Linked DNA regions of Mus musculus: region 2 is linked to region 1. The links are chromatin contacts, called in public promoter capture Hi-C maps. All regions are on one chromosome and are shown on one strand. The core of a region is the stretch at or near the end of the contact, and the rest is flanking DNA. Distances in the headings are between cores, read along the strand shown.

Region 1 (3,523 bases), core at 475-2,974:
ATTGAGGCAGATTAATATAGGAGATGGAACAATGAATAGATTATAAAGTTTTCCAGAGTCAGATACTATCAGGAATAATTAAACCTCACCCAAACCATCCTTAGTTTCAATGTTTGAAAAAAATAAAATCAAAATCTTAGCATAGCTAAAGTATTATATTTAGTATTATTTTATTCAGCAAAAACAGCAGTCTTTGTTCCATCCGCAGTCTGGATCTACTCCGCCTGCTTTTCCCTTACCCCACCCCAATCTACCCCACCCCCTTCCATCCACCGCAGTGATCTTGAAGAGAGCTGCAGAGGCCCCAAGAAACAAGAGATAACGGTCGTAGGCAGAGACCCCGTTACCCAAACCTCACCAGTTCAGGTCAGACGCACCGACTGGCCACCTCCTAAGGCCCCAGTTCCCAGAGAGGCCTGACTGGGGGCCTCTCGGGTCCCTGGGCCGCATCCGCCCACCAAAGGCCCACAAAGCCCCGCCAACGCCAAGGACTCCACAGCTTCAACTTCCCTCCGACCCAAATCCACTTCGATTTTATAGGATCAGAGTATGACACCCTAACTACAGAAGGCTAGGGAGAGATTCTGCGGCGAGCCATTACCAGATCACTTACACAATAAAGCGATCCAGAGGCGACGGCTGACCCTCCCCCCGGCCGCTCCGCTACAACGCGCCCGGGCCACATTTCCCGCCTCGTTCTCCCCAACGGCCCAGGCCTCGCCCGGTGTCCACCTCCCGGTCCACCACGGTCCCCAGCGAGCGTGGCATGAGGTCTAGCTCCAGCCCTCCTTCCCGAGACCAGCTCTGGAGCCTCTCATCCGTCGCATGCTCCCAAGACCATGCAGTTTCAGGCCACTGGTCCCTAAACCGCACAGATCCAGGGTCCGCCTTCTGAGTCTTCGGAGAACCTTTCAGTCGCACCCGGGGAAATCTAACTCCACCTAACCCACGGTGCAACCCACCCAGGGTCCCCTTTCCTTCCTGGGCCCCCAGCACCAAGATCACATCCCAGGACTCAGTCCTCTCCTAAAAGGAGATAGACACGCCGGGCGCCTCCGGCCTCTTATTAGGGCACTCACCTCCCAACCCCACGCTTCCAGGGATCCAATGCAACCAGGAGTTGGTCCCTACATCCCCATCCCCAGATCTCCATTCTCATCCCTTTCAAGAGTCGTCCTCACGTATGACCTGGCCCTGATCCATGAAGAGGTCTCATTCTCAAGGACCCCATTTCCCACCCCTCCAGGGGTCTCTTCATCTCCATACACTGGGGTCTCGTCATCTCCACAAGCTCCGCTCTCCACTGCCCAGTCTCCCTTTCCCAGCTCCCGCCTGGGCTCCGTCTCTGTGCTCCAGGCTCGCCCAGTTCCCCAGCCCCGGTTCCTCCCCTCCTGTTCCCTCAACCGTCCCCACTCCCGGAACGCCGCACTCGGACCCGGGCAACTGCTCGTCTCACCTTCAGCCGAAGATGGTGGCGCCGGCACACGTCCCCAGCAGCGACCACAGATCCAGCGTCTCAATTCCAAACCCACCGCTGCCTCCGCCGGGCTCCTTTAGCACTGCTGCTCGCGCCTGCCCCACCCACTCCCACCCTCATTGGGCCATCTCCACGCCCATCACTGCCGCCCCCAGACCCACTGGTCGGTTTGCGCGCCCATCTCCCAGGAAAGACGTTAGCAACCCGAACGAAGCTACCTTCCCAAGTCCCGCTCCCTCCACCCACCTGGAATGATGCTCATTGGCTCCCGCTCCCGACCTAGACCCACAGACTCCCAATCTCATAGGCTGCTACTCACGCCTGTCAGAGACTCCGGGAGGTGCGGCCGGGGCAGTGGCGGGTGATTGGCTGACTCTGGAGGGAGATGGACAGCTGAAACTAGGAGCCTGGCGATCCCGCGAGGCAGAGATCGCCGATCTTGTTGGGGTGTGCGCGCTGCGCTAGTCAGGGCTGGGTGGACAGTGGGGCAGGTGTACCGCAGCACAAGTCACCAGCTCCCACTGGTCACGTCTCTCTATTGCGTCGGGCCGCCGCTGCAACCCACTCGAGCGTTCTGCGGCCCGTAGGCTTGCCGCAGCCACTGGGTCCCTCAGCGGGACCGGCTTTCGCCGAGGAATCGCCAGCTCCCGGAGCTGCCTGCAGGGGCGGGGCCGGAGCGCGGTCCTGAGGCCTGACGTCACCCTGGAGCTTCAGTGGGTGGGAGCCGCTGCTTGCGGCTCACCTGCAGTGGGGGAGGGGAGCCTCTCGGGCTGGGCGCTAAAGCTCTGTCCTGACCGGGCTGCAACCCTGTGGCGGCCGGAGTCCCCCCTTACTGATGCTTCCTTCCTCTCGTGACCCGCCGCAGTTGGATGTTTGCTTGCTCTGCCTCTTAGGCAGGGCTGAGATTCCAAAAATACGAGAAGCAAACGGGCCTGGCAGAGAAGACCAGAGAGCGACTTCATTTGTTCACTCACTCATTCATTCCAGCTCTCTATGGAAGAGGAACTGGGTAGGGCTTGCAGGATTCCTGTGCTGTTGTCATAGCCCCTAGGGCTAAAGAACCAGTGGTTCAAGTGCCTTAGAAAGGTTCATGGACCTCAGGTGGGAGTGGGCTTCCAAAATAAGGAAACTGGAAAATTGAAGTTAAAAAAAAAATGTAATGAAATGTCTGCAGAATCTAGTCAACTCTTAATTATACATGTATAAATATAATAAAGTAAAAAAATCACAAGAGCCAAATGGATTATTGTTCTTATAAAAAGATAAATATAAAATACTTTATTTTAAAACTGCCTCAGGATTTTATGTATTTAGTATTGTATATATGTGTGTGTTTTAATGGATACTTTGTAAATGCCTGAGAAACTTCTAGACTGATTTTTTTTTTTAAAGTGAGAAAAAAAATGAAAACAAGGCAGGAAGTGATAAGAAAGGGTTGGTGGAATTCAGAGAAATCTCCAAGGCAGCTGAATGCAGAGCCCTTCCGGGGGAAGTGAGAATTCTTTGTCCTTTGTCCAGGTGCATCTGGTCTCCAACCCCACATGCCCACTAGGGTGGCTGCCCCCTTCCAGGTGTCTTGTGACTTTGGCACTACATGAAGAGTTCTATCCTTGTGAAGTCTACCGAGGAAGTATAAGTTAGTATAACGTGTCAATGATAGCCCTCTTATAAACGTTTCCGGATTTAGAAAAGACTCAGCCATCTCAAAGGCATGACTCTAAGCTTTGTTACCCAATGAAGTCATTTCTAAATGCTATATTCCATGCTCAGAGCATCCATACAAACGGCTCAAATAAGCCATCAGATCCGTGGTTTCTCATAATTTGAAACCTCATAATTTTACAACAAACTCAGGGGACCATTAGAGAGAGAGAACAAGAAGTTCACCAGAACTAAAACTCACACGGACATTTGTCTTGATGAGAACTCAATAGCAAACTGTCCCCAAGCGCATTTCTAGCTCTGGGGTCTCTTCCAGGTTTTCATCCGCCAGTTATCTCCCATCCAAGTACCCATCGGGCCTGGTCCCACTTTTCTTCTGGGATC
Region 2 (3,523 bases), core at 621-3,120, 2.3 Mb before region 1:
GAGCCAAATGACGGTGAGAATCATGCTTGGGGAAGTGAGCAGACTGAAAGGACCAAAACAAACAGATGCAAAGAGGTCACCAGACGCTCCTCATGGAGTCAGTGGTCTCCTAGCTACAGAGATCCTTGACTGACCTGAAGCAAGGCCTCCGGACAATTCTCCACAGACTGCAAAGAAGCCCACTCTTCCTCCATTACTTCTTGCACAAGAAGTCTGTCTGAGGCTGTCCCCGGCGTGCTACCTGCAGCCTGGCGATATTTGTTCAGGAGCCTGTGCCTGCTGTTTCTCATTCTCTCCAGACATCCCTGGGGAGGTAAGGGAGGGCAGTATTGGTTAAGAAGAAAAACATCAATTCCACTAAAAAGAAAACCCTCCAATTAGTCAGTAAAAATATAAGAAAATTCAAGATGCAAAATTTCATAGCCTCAAGTCCTCCACACACAGATGGGTTACATTACACACATTCCTATATTTCATATTTTATCTTATAAGAAGACAGTTGGATACACAGGAACTGTATCCACAGACTAACTTCAGACATTTATATGGCTTCTAAATTCCTGGAATTGTACAAATGGCTATAGTAATGGTCTTCTTGTAAAATAGTACTTTACAACCCTGGTATGGGTTTTTAATTTTTTTTCCTGTGTCTATGTGTGTGCCTGTATGAGTTTATGTGCACCACACCAGTGCTGATGCACACCAGGGCCAGAAGATGGCAATAGACCACTTGGAACTGGAGTTACAGCCATCGGGTCTGCTACTGAAACATAAGGACTCTTGAGCCATCTCTCCACCCCCAACTCGGGACAGTTTTTGTTCCCAAGTGGTTGTCACAGCTCTGCTTGAAGAACTGCTACTGACTGGTGCCATTTAGTAGGTGGAGAGACCAAGGCTGCTGCATCTAAGTGTTCTACATTGTACAGAACCACCTCCCATAATAGAACGTTCTCCTTCGAAACGTCAGCACTCACTGTTGAGAAACACTACTCCACACAACATGTTCAGCATGAAGATTGTTTTTCTGGGTGGTTCTTCTGGAATACACCCACCCTTTTGAGACTGCTGAACAGGGAGATAAGCTGCTTCTTAGAAGGAACTACTTGAGTTCGGAAGAAGGCGGAGCTTAAGTTCAACTCTCCTAACCGTGTCTGATGTTCTTCAGGAGAGAAATAACTTCTATCTCACGTGACGTATACATACGGAGTGCTTCCCTCTGTAACCGAACGTTAGGTGGTGGTGTTGCTACTGCTGTCATGACTCTTAAAATATGAAACAAAGTCGAATCCTAGGATAGCATAACACCTACGCCGGCCAACAGCCCGGGCGGCGGCCGGGACCCAATCCTATAGCAAGAGATCCACCTCGCTGGCCAGGCACACCGGGCACCTGCTCCACAACCAGTGCTGAAGCGAGCACACCGAGGACAGAGGTCCTTGGGAAGATTAGGGAAGTGATGACAACCCAAACTTCACACTCACCTGCCTGAAAGTTTCTTTCCAGTGGGGCGAGCCCACCTGCTTGTACAACAAGCGGTGCGGAGACCCCGAGGACTCTGCCATCTCCTCCCTTAGCGGGAAACAGCGCCCAAATCACCGCCCCTTAGCCGCGCGCAAAGGATTCTGGAAGTTGTAGTCTCGGCGCAGTCTGTCTGTACTTCAGGCCGCCGGGCTTTCTTGGAATTGTATCTAGTTTCTATCCCCTCACAGTGACAGATTTAGGGGAATCCGAGGATAGATGAAGCAGTGACAGTTGAGAAGTAAACACCACCCGGGCTGAGGGAGGTGAATCTTGAGAGAAAGTTCTGGGTTTACCCAGAGGAAGTTGTCCAGTAGACAATCAGACACACATCTCTCATCCTTAACGCTACCCCCTCACTGGCCCAGCAGCAGCCCCAAAGCGATCCTTACACTCCACTCCGCCCCGCCCCGCCCCGCCCACCTTGGCTTCAACCCGCGGCCCTGTCTATCCTCTAGCGATTCTTTCTTATTGGGCCAACTTCTCGAGATTCCTACACTTTGATAGGCTGAAGCTGTGAAGTGCTGGCCGCGGATTGGCTACGCACAGCAGCGGGCTTCGTTTCCTCCCGCCCCTCAATCCTGAGCTGTTAGTTCAAGATGGCGGCTGCCGTGGGGCCCTTGGGCGATGGGGAGCTGTGGCAGAGCTGGCTTCCTAACCACGTCGTGTTCTTGCGGCTCCGCGAGGGCGTAAGAAACCAGAGTCCAGCCGAAGCGGAGAAGCCAGCGGCTTCGACTTCACCCTCGTGCCCGTCTCTGCCGCCGCATTTGCCGACGAGAAACCTGGTCTTCGGCCTCGGAGGGGAACTGTTTCTGTGGGACGCAGAAGGCAGCGCCTTCTTGGTGGTTCGCCTTCGAGGCCCCAGCGGTGGTGGCGTGGAGCCTCCTCTCTCCCAGTATCAGGTGCGCCGGTCCATCGTGAAAGCAATCAGCCTTTTGGTTCGTTGGCGGACCTGGGCTGGCGTCTTTTGGGAACGCCCCACTTCGAGTGGAATGACCCCGCTTTGTAGCTCAATCTGGTCTGGAATCACTATGTAGCCCAGGCTAGCCAGGAACTCCTGCCCCAGTCTCTGAGTGTTGAGATTACGGGTCTAAGTCATTTATAAACACCAAAACAGAGGCTAGGCCTGTGTGTGTGTCCAGCACCTGACATAAACCTAGAGCATGCACAAGCTCCGTAATATCTGTGATTTGCTTCGGTGGGGGTGGAGGGGTTTGTTGAGACAGGGTTAACAGCCCTGGTTGTTCTGGAACGCACTCTGTAGAGCAGGCTGACCTCATTAACAGAGATCTGGAGGATCCTGATCAGAGCTAGGATTAAGCCATGTGCTGCCACTGCCCAGTTCTACAACAGGCATTTAAAGACATGGGCCTACAGATTTAAAAGCAATTAGAAATATTATTATATTCAAAAGAAATCCTTATTTAAAAGGATTTTTGGCTTAGTATAATTCTCCATACTAAGGTAAATAATATATTGATGGTCTCATCATTATTTACGAATAATAAAAAGAAATTAGAAATCTAAAATGGTCATGAGAAAAGAAATAGGAAGTACCAGGGTGAGAGTATTTTTGAGGCTATATGATGCTATGACAAATTATTGAAACTCCCTTAAACTATCACTCTTTTATATTAAGTCCACGTAGATGAAGCAGTACTGCTTGCTGCAAGGCGCTTGAAGGTAATCTAGGGCCTTACCTGTGACCTTGGGTGACCTGGAGCTCAAACAGAGCCACCTGCACCTTATCTGGTGCTGGGAATAAAGGCGTGAACCTTTACACTTGGCCTGAAGCTCTTCCTTTCTCTACAGTACAGTTATAAGATGGTAATCTGTTGATACTTCCGAGTTTATGTATTTACTGGGTATCAAGAGTCTGCTTGAGGCCAGGAACACAGAAGAAAAATCTCAAGTAGCGCCTACTGGGTTATGTCAGGGAAAGTTTAGAATGTTTAAGACCTGTGGTATTACCCAGAGCTGTGGTGTGGAACTACAGAAAACATGC

The links. Promoter capture Hi-C pulls out the DNA fragments that hold promoters and counts their contacts.
Region 2: a promoter capture Hi-C map of liver shows a contact between it and region 1, with 5 times the contacts expected there. The contact joins the promoter of Rpain here to the promoter of Myh10 in region 1. A contact is called at or near these places in 2 of 39 promoter capture datasets (both in liver) and 1 of 9 other capture datasets (liver).

What each region holds. Positions count from the first base shown.
Region 1 is chr11:68,690,116-68,693,638 of GRCm38.p6, reverse strand. Myh10 (myosin, heavy polypeptide 10, non-muscle) reads right to left here and starts at 1,724. Exons shown (of 41, transcript NM_175260.2): 1 at 1,457-1,724.
Region 2 is chr11:70,968,546-70,972,068 of GRCm38.p6, reverse strand. Rpain (RPA interacting protein) reads right to left here and starts at 1,870. Exons shown (of 7, transcript NM_027186.3): 1 at 1,482-1,870; 2 at 135-305. The coding sequence starts at 1,562. Nup88 (nucleoporin 88) reads left to right here and starts at 2,096. Exons shown (of 17, transcript NM_172394.3): 1 at 2,096-2,420. The coding sequence starts at 2,118.